Linked DNA regions of Mus musculus: regions 1 and 3 are each linked to region 2. A link is a contact called in public Hi-C data. All regions are on one chromosome and are shown on one strand. The core of a region is the stretch at or near the end of the contact, and the rest is flanking DNA. Distances in the headings are between cores, read along the strand shown. Region 1 overlaps Erc2 (ELKS/RAB6-interacting/CAST family member 2). Region 2 holds the start of Wnt5a (wingless-type MMTV integration site family, member 5A). Region 3 overlaps Gm35164 (predicted gene, 35164).

What was found. A called contact is a pair of places that touch in the nucleus more often than the background predicts.
Region 1: a contact with region 2 is called in a Hi-C map of uterus, with 6 times the contacts expected there. The contact joins the enhancer-like site here to the promoter of Wnt5a in region 2. A contact is called at or near these places in 10 of 39 promoter capture datasets (the 3T3-L1 cell line, cranial neural crest, epiblast stem cells and 5 more), 11 of 484 Hi-C or Micro-C datasets (the 3T3-L1 cell line, Sertoli cells, adipose-derived mesenchymal stem cells and 5 more), 6 of 115 datasets of contacts at active chromatin or transcription factors (embryonic limb bud, embryonic stem cells, neural progenitor cells and 1 more) and 2 of 9 other capture datasets (embryonic tail and pancreatic islet).
Region 3: a Hi-C map of uterus shows a contact between it and region 2, with 3 times the contacts expected there. The contact joins the enhancer-like site here to the promoter of Wnt5a in region 2. A contact is called at or near these places in 3 of 39 promoter capture datasets (the 3T3-L1 cell line and 3T3-L1-derived adipocytes), 6 of 484 Hi-C or Micro-C datasets (the G1E-ER4 cell line, cerebellum, nephron progenitors and 1 more) and 1 of 115 datasets of contacts at active chromatin or transcription factors (embryonic limb bud).

Annotation. Positions count from the first base shown.
Region 1 is chr14:28,374,497-28,377,337 of GRCm38.p6, reverse strand. All of the region lies in intron 19 of Erc2 (ELKS/RAB6-interacting/CAST family member 2), which reads right to left. Gm52097 (a long non-coding RNA gene) reads left to right here. Exons shown (of 3, transcript XR_003951013.1): 3 at 1,614-2,841. Among named protein-coding and RNA genes, the nearest start is that of Gm52097, 6.1 kb to the left of the region's middle. Within about 2 kb of position 1,532, at least 39 of the 459 cell types and tissues checked have an H3K27ac peak or open chromatin away from gene starts, as enhancers often do. A contact at or near this core is called in embryonic limb bud, embryonic tail and uterus, where this site is marked.
Region 2 is chr14:28,504,113-28,506,963 of GRCm38.p6, reverse strand. It overlaps Wnt5a (wingless-type MMTV integration site family, member 5A), which reads right to left and starts at 1,491. Exons shown (of 5, transcript NM_009524.4): 1 at 850-1,491. The coding sequence starts at 855.
Region 3 is chr14:28,674,015-28,676,960 of GRCm38.p6, reverse strand. All of the region lies in intron 2 of Gm35164 (predicted gene, 35164), which reads right to left. Among named protein-coding and RNA genes, the nearest start is that of Gm35164, 26 kb to the right of the region's middle. Within about 2 kb of position 1,295, at least 20 of the 459 cell types and tissues checked have an H3K27ac peak or open chromatin away from gene starts, as enhancers often do. A contact at or near this core is called in cerebellum and uterus, where this site is marked.

The DNA.
Region 1 (2,841 bases), core at 283-2,782, 130 kb after region 2:
CCGTTGCTCCTCCAACAACACACCAATCGTTGTCTTTCAGTTTTATGAAGCTGCCTTTCCCTGGATAACCAAGAGACCCAACACAGACTGCTGTATTAGTTAATAGCCTCCATGGCCAAGGGCAGGTGTGCCCAGATCTGAGCCTCCTACAGATTAAGCCTTGGTAGTTTTTAAGCAGAAGAAAGCTGGGGACAGGGTGGCAGTTAATTATCTTACACAACTTTCCCCACATAGCCAATGTATTGACGAGATCAATCATACAGCCTATGATTGAAGCCAAACAAGAAACAATGTTTGTCTTACTCCTTATTATTATTTTTTCTCAAAAACAATCTTCTGCCCTGAGGAAGTCTTTAATGTCCACTAGCATGAACCATAAACTGAAGTTGAATGTTTATTGATACTCACTGACATCTAAGAAGATGTAGTGTGTTCATGGTTATCGCCTCAAAGGAAAATAGAGGGCTTGGTTTTGGGGGTTTTATCTTTATCTGTCCTTGGTTCCTGAAACAGCATGAGAACCGCACACCCTCTGTTCTTGCTTGTCAAAGGATACCAGCGGCCTGCTGGGAAGAGCATGCTGGCAAGTAATGCTTCCACACTTTGTGTTAAGATTTGAAGAGAAAAAAAAAGAGAGAAAGAGAGAGCGCTCGTGTAAATTACAGACAAAGTTGACAAATTTCACGGCTTAGTCATGGTTAACATATCGGATTTCATGGTTTGACAGAGATTAACAAGGAAATCATATTAGAGTTACAAGTATTAGTCGATTCTTAGGTATTTGGTAAAGAAACTCCATGTTCTCTGAGCTCTCATTGTCCATTCAGTACCCACCCCCTTTTGTCTTTCCTGCCATAGACGCCTACCCCCTGCCAGGCCAGAGGGAGCAAATGGGGTCTCCCAAGGTCCTGAGTTACCCATAGTCAAGGCAGGGGCCAGCCTGTACTTAGCAGAACCCGAGGGGGAGCTCTCAGCCTCCCTAGAGTAAGGCAAAGTTTAGCATTTGCAACCCAGTTCATAGAACAGTAGGGATTAAAAAGCAGCCTACTTCTGCGGAGTGCATATAAGTCTACCTAAGTGTGTGTACTAGGGAGGGAAATGAAGTGTCACTTTTCCAAACTATGGTATTTGAGTTGAAAAGTACGTTTTCCTATCTTTATGAGGCCATTCAGTTGAAGCCTTGCTGTTAGAAGTTGCATACAGGCATGGACTTCAAAAAGCCTGCTGCCTGCCTGCCATTTGGCCTCAGGGTTCTGCATATCCTCTTTCTGCTAAAAGGCCTGCTTGCCTGTCAGCTTTGCATAAAAGATGCCAATTTGTCAGCCATTTGCTTGCCTTCTTTCTCGGAGCCTAAGGAGAAATTCTCTACACCTCCAGTCCTCAACGCGGCTGTCCCACTAGCAGCAAGAAATCCATTCTCTCTCTGTCTCAGACCCATTTCCTTCCCAGGCTGTCCTCCTGGGTCTTATAGGATGTCCTTAATCAGAACCACATTACTCAGCCAGAGGAAGTCCCCCAGCAGAGGCTGGCAAGACTCAATGGCAAATTAGTTTCAGAACGTGGCGGGTCACATTGGGAATAAAAGGCGCGGTTATCTATTGTGTTTTCTTTAGTTGAGAGAATGGAGGCAGAGTGCCAACTCTGAAGAAACCCGGGTTTGAATAAGGAGTGGCCGCTTAGGAGACGAGTACCATTAATTGTGAGCACAGCCCTCAGCCGTGGAAAAACTGCAGACTTTACGTTCTAGATATCTTGGGCAGCAATAAAGACTTTCTCTCTAAACAAGCAGGGCTTCTATACTTTGGTAGTACCCCACATGGGGAAGATTAAAAAGAGCTAAGTTTTCTTTTTTCTTTTTCCATTGTAATTATCACATGATTGTGTGTGTACACACACACACACACACACACACACACACACACACTACATCTGTGTGTAGATAAACACATTTAAATAATAGCAGCTGCCATTGATTGTAAGTTCTTTGCACATTCAGTTTCTCAAGTCAGTCCTTATTTTACAAAGGCTGAAATTGACTGAACCCACAAAGTTAGACAGAGAACCCAAGATCAAACACAAAAGTACCTGACTCAAATGTGTGTGTGTGTGGGGGGGGTAGGGTGTGGGGGAGGATTTGTTTTATTTTATCCTTCTTTTTCTTTTAGGTGTGTGTGTGTGAGAGAGAGAGAGAGAGAGACAGAGACAGAGAGAGACAGAGAGGGTTTCTCTGTGTGCTGTGTGTACATGCTTTTTAGGCTGTGTTGAGTACACATGGAGACCAGAGGTCGACATGGAATGTCTTCGATTGTTTTTTTCCTCTGTAGCTTTTAAAATTTTATATTGTGTTTGAATGTATGAGACTGTGATCACGTGTCTGCCATCATGAAGGTGTGGAAGTCAGAGGACAATCTGTTCTTCTACCATGTAGGTTCCTCGAATTGAACCCAGGTCATCAAGCTTGGTGGCAAGCGCTAAACAGGTGTGTAAGCTTTAGTTGAATGCAAGGCCTTCCTCACAGGAATGTAGGTAGGCTACAGGCTATGGGCATGCAGTGAAGAGGGAGAAGGGAGTTGTGTAGAATGCCAAGATTCCTTTCATGAATTTTTCCAAGTCCAGCTTGGCTAGAGAGAAGATGGAGAGGACCAGAGGGCAGGGGGGTGAATGGAAACCTATCCCCCACCCCAAACTGCTGGCAATCCTCTATCTTGAATGTGTGTTTACTCCAGGAGGGGCATTCCAGGTTGCCCCCACCTTCACTAACACCTTGGGGCAGTGAACAATTAGAATGAACAGTTTTTCATCAAATGCCCCTCCATAAAACCATTTCCCAGGAAATGGAAC
Region 2 (2,851 bases), core at 242-2,741:
CAGAGTGTGTGACTCGGCTTTAACATACAACTGACAATTAAAACAAACACGAGTTCACAAACTAACCCCCGCCCGATCTCGAAACGCAGAGGCCCTAGAGTCTCCAAAGCACTAGGTTGACTCCGCTCAGGGGGCAGGATTAAAGCCACTAGGACCACTACTCCCCGCCCCCAATGCTGCAGTAAAGGACCTGAGCTCACCCAGAGGCCGCTAATAAAGCTAATAACGCGACCCTGCTCCCCGCGCGGGGTGCGCTCTGGCCCCCCGCCAGGCACTCTTAAAGGCACAGGGGCCGGGAACGCTCGGGTTACTCGACCTGGAGAGCCGGGAACTGGGCCCTGATCGGAGGTTGGGGGTGGGGTGTGCGTTGCTCTAGGGTAGGTGGCCCCTAGTTTCCTTAGTCTCGCAGCCGTTTCTCCTAACACAGTCCTCATCCGGCCTCAGAGCTTCAGCCACACAATCTCCGCGTGCCGGTGAAATGAGCGTTTGATATATACTTGATGAATCGAATCATTATCCAGTCACTGAAATACACGTAGTAAAACTACACTCCAGTTCTCGAGGTAAAAAGGCGCGCCGCCTGTGACCCGAACTGTCTTTCCTGCCCTCGCTCTTCTCCATAGTTGAAAAGGTTTGAAGAATAGCCGGTGCAAAAAGTCTCCAAGGACGCAGAGGCAGTGTCCCCAGGGTAAGGGACGAAAAGATAGGAGTCCCTGCCGGCGATATTGGAGTTTAGCTTTCTCCAGGCAGTTAGAGAAATGGAGAGGATAGGGATAGATTGAAAGAGTTCAGTTAACTTTGAAAAGGGGGGGAAAAAGTAGGGAGCGTCCGTGCGCACAGAACACTTACCTTCATGGCGAGGGGGAGGGGGCACGGAGAGGAAGTCGCCACCCGAGCGAAGGCGGCCGAGGAATTCAAGCGAAGCGTCGGGGTTAAGCCTTGGGGGACAATCCAAAGCAGGGCTGCGGAGTCCTCCTGGGCGCGTCGGGTGGGCGCAGCGACCCGGAGCGGAAGCGAGCACTGGCGCCCGGACTCGGGCAGAGGAGTTGGTATAGCGTGGAAATGTGCCCAGGAACCGAGAGGGCGCCGGCGCGCGCGGGCGAGCAGCAAGCGCAGGGCCGAGCGGGGACACAGTGCAGGAGCCGCGGGTCCGACGAGGGCGCGCAGGCGACTGTTCCGCGGCGAGGCGCTCCCTCTCTAACGTCCATCAGCGACGGCGGTAATTAGGGCTTTCCAACCCCAAATGTGGGCGTGATTGTGCAAAAGACTTTACAACAAATAATAAAAAAAATTCTTCACAAGAAGGTGAAAAAAAATGCCCCACTACTCAACTGTGGCCCGAGGCGGGGAAGGAGGGGGGGCAATCCCTGTGCCCAAGATGCCCCCAGTTCATTCACACCACGAATTCTGCAGACTCCAGGCGGCTCACGCCTCCTGATTGTCAGCTCCTCCTCTCTGGGTCTGTGGCCGAAACGTCTGCTTCCAGGGACTGCTCCTGCAGCTGAGTTAGCTAGTGAACCTCTGTGTACACACAGACACACACCCAAACACACACACATACACACACACAAACGCACACACACGCAGACACAGAGACACGCGCTCACACACACACACAGACACACACACACACACACAGAGCAGCAGCAGCGGCGGCGGCTATGGGACCACAGAACAATCAGGCACGCATGGTTTTTTCTCCGGGAGATGCCGCTGAAATCGCACAAGTCGCCATCAGAGCTGCAAGAGTCAGCGCCAAATTTTGTCCTTTCATTTTAGAGTCTGGCAAAAACCAGGCGCAAAGAAAATGGGTTCAAGGCAGCCCTGAACTTTCTGCCGCTTGGTGGCTTGAGCGGTTGATGGACAGCTAGCCTGTGGGGGAACGTTGGCTTCCCCCTTCTGGTCCCCTTCTTTCTTTCTTCCTTTCTTCGGGTTAACCTTCTTCTTTCCACCCCCCCGCCTTTCCAGAGAGAACAGAGCGAGAGGACGGAGGGCGCAGAGCTCCGCGGTGGCGACTCAACTCCAGAGGTCCATGGCGGCCGAGGCTGCCCACCTCCTCGGTCGCGGCCGGGGTCCGAGGGGCGGTCGTGGGGCCCGGCGGAGGCCGCGGAAGGAGATGGCAATGCAGCGGCCGCACAATCCGGACTCCGGACGGCGGAGGCGGTGCCTCGGAGCCTGCAGCAACTTTCCAAGCGATGCGGTGCCCCACAGACTGACTGGCCCAGCGAGGGGACCGCGTGCCCCCCACCCCCGGCCCTCCTGACCAGCTCCCTCACTTTCGCCCTCCCTCTCTCCAGACTCCTCTTTCCCTTGGTGTTCTCAGCGAAAAAAAAATATTTTTAAAGTTGCAGAACCAAACACGGCTGGAGAGGCAAAGGGGGGTGGGGGGGGGAGAGAAAAAAAAAGTCAACTTTGCCTATGCGCATGCGTGATGAGGCTGTCCTATGACAAACTTCTCAGGATTTTAAAGCTGTACTACGGGACAGGGTGCCTGGAGGCGGGGTACGCTCCCCCTTGGGCCCCCTCCTCAAGGCTCCCCATCCCCCAGGCATCTGTATAACGAGGTTCATTTCACTGCTGTTGCCTGCCTGCCTCCTGATCGGCTCAGCTTCTTCCAAAGCCGTCGACCCGTTTGGGGGTCTGAACCTCAACTTTCCGATCCGGACCCCTTGGCTCAACTGTCCCCAACTGCATTTACTGGCACCTCTACAGAAAGGACCTCACTGACATGGATCCTGGTTGGGTTGGGATGTCTCCTTGCGCCCTGGGCTTAAAGCCCGGGCTTGGAGGGTAGAGTGGGCTCGTGCATCTTGCAAAGTCCCTGGTGTCAGAGGTTTGCTAGACAGGACTG
Region 3 (2,946 bases), core at 46-2,545, 170 kb before region 2:
GCAGTCGGTTGATGAATCCCAGGAGTCCATGCTACTCTCCGGCTCACTGTACAGGAAGTTATGACCGGGCTGAGACTCACATGGGAAGAGAAGATGGGGTGTATCCAAACATGGCTCCCCTCTAAACGATCTCTTTCCTTCCAGTGGAAGAGAAAGTCACAAGTCTGAATGGGGCCCTCTGAAGGCACATAGTCCAGTCCTGCTCTATATAATCCAAGTTTCTTGTTAGTCTAGGGAATAGTCCATTCATGTTTTTAGTATTTCTCTGTCTTGATCAATCTCACCACGGAAATCTTGGGCATAGTCACTGACTTTAGGACTTTTTCTCCATTCTTCGGGGTCTGCCTAGTCCTTTTGGCTACAGTGACACTTCTGGCAGGCGTTCATAAATGGGGCACAGAACACATATTCCCGTGTCACACGTCTAATCGGTCTGCATTTCTCGATCCTGCTTCCATAAGCCCTTTTTATTAATACATTTAGTCAGCACGAGGATTATGATTAGATACTCCTGTTTCTAAAACTTCATCCTGAGGATAAGGCAAGCAGGAATTTGCTTCCAAAGCAACTTACTGTTGCTACTTTCTAATAATTGAAGGTTTTAGGGCAGCCATTTCTCTTTAAGCTTCCCGATAATCCCAGCAAAATCCGCATGTCAGAAAGTGAGGGCAGCCCTCCTGCCTCACACTGTGTCTGTGTGTGACAAGGGTGCTGACTGAGTCCTGCTTGGCTTGAAGACTGGTTCAAAACAGGAGAACAAGCTGCGGGCAAACCAGGAATCCCACACAAATCCCCCCCGTAGAACCAGGAAGTGAGCAGCACGGTGGAAAATGTGCCTGCTTTTCTGCTTCCTTGTCCTTTGCTAGCAACCTAATGTTAGCTTAGGCCGGAGCCCTACGGAACTAAAGCAGGGAAGAGAACCACAAACTGTAGGCTGCGAAAGACCTTCACAGGAGGACACGGAATCGGGAAATCTCTTCACTGTACCAGATAACACGGTTTTGTCGCCACCCCCCTCCCAGCCTGATAATTATGGAGAGAGGTGAGAATTCCAAAAGCAAACACAGAGCTCTTTGGGATGTAAACTTAGCAGCACCAAGAACTTTTCAGGGTTCCTACCCTGGACAGGCCAGGAGACGGTACCCATTTTCTGAAGGGTGCTTCTCCCACAGGCAGTCAGAACAGAGCTATCTGTTGCCAGAAACCATTCATCAGACTCCAGAAGAGGCTGTCAGCTCAGCCTCCAGGCCTCCAGCCAGCCTGTCGGGATCCAGGCAAACGGCCAGAGTGTCAGGGGCTGCGGCTGGTAGCCAACCAGGACTTTGATGTCTAAGGGTTGGCCAGCTGGTATGTGAGGGTGGCCCAGAGGCTCTGAAATCATATGCCCAGCCTTGAGGGCAGGGGTTCTGAAGCAGGCTGGCCCTAAGAGTATCTCTAATAAAGACGGAGGTAGACATCTTATATTGTTAAAGAATTATTTGAATTATTTCAGTATTTGTTTTATTTAAATTTCCATTACACATGCTTTTCATTATACAACTCAATTAGTATATAGAAGTTTTTTTCTCTCCTTAAAATGTTTAAATGAACGTAATTGTTCAATTTGGAAAGATTACAATGCTTTTATTTAATTAACACTGCAATAAATACATCTCTCTGTAATGAACCCCATACTTTTAGGCCATTAACCATTCAATAAATTTGCAATATGGAAGGTCCTATATGCAGAAGAAGATAAATAAAGCTATTTCGTTGAATGTATGAGAGCTATGATGCTGAGCAGCAAATGACTGCATTTTGCTTCTCATCCCTGAGAGCTATACCTTGATCACAAACATATGTGCCTGCAATAAACACCACACATTTCCATTGCTATTTTGAACATGAGCTACACTGGACATTAAAGAAAACTTGTAGGGCATTGATGCTGAGTGTTCTCCATGGCACCTTCCCAACGAGAGGTTCTTCCAACATTGGTTCACAAGGGTCATCTGTCATGCGCCTTAGCAAACCTAGCCATGGCCTTCCAGAAAAAGAAAAAAACAAAAAAATCAACATCTAACCAGTCAGGCTTCCCCAGTCAGAGTGTACTCCTAGAAGCACAAAATTAAAGCCACTCCCTTCCTTAGATGCTCTGTGATGCACAACCATCCAAGACAGACCTCACAGCAACTAAGGACATGACTTCCATGGCAAAGAGCTCTCAGTCCTGTGTCCATTCCCTCTTCCCAGGGATATAATGCATTATAATTGCTGTAACATCAGTTACAGCTCATATTCTCCTCTCTTCACACCTTCAACTCCCCCTAGTATGGAGCCCTGAAAGGACTGAGTCCACAGCTGCTATCCAGCTTTAAATGCACCTCCCAAAAGCTAATTAGAGCATTAAAAAAATCCAAGAACTCACATGAGAATATTTCTTTCCCCAATCCATGTTGGGGAAAGAAATGTTATTGTATTGCAACTCCGGGAGAGCAAAGTAATCTTGAAGCCGAAGCCTTGGTTCTCAAATGCAGTACAATGGCTCAGGAATTAGCCTGACTTGGAACTAGCCCTCCCTTGTAGCAGGGCTGATCTGAAGGAGCATTAGCCATTTTGCTAGAAAGACTAAACCTGGGTAGTAAGGTTGGCATTTCAGTATAGGGAAAGAAGGACGCCAAGAACAAGAAGAGATGGAATAGATAGGGAAGAGACAGGCATGTATGACTCAGGCATGAGTGAAGCTGTTAAACAGATGCTTCCAACCATCTTGCACTCTGGACCACAGCCCCACCCACAGCAGTTCTGTCAGCCTCTCTCCACAGAATCCAACACCTGGTGAGAGGGTGCTGGCAAAGAGGCAGCTTTGAAATTGGGTGATATAAGCAAGTTTCTTGAGGTATTTGGGTTTGTAGACTAGTTTAGGAAATGGTGGATATTACACTGTCATGGACTACAGGGCACATA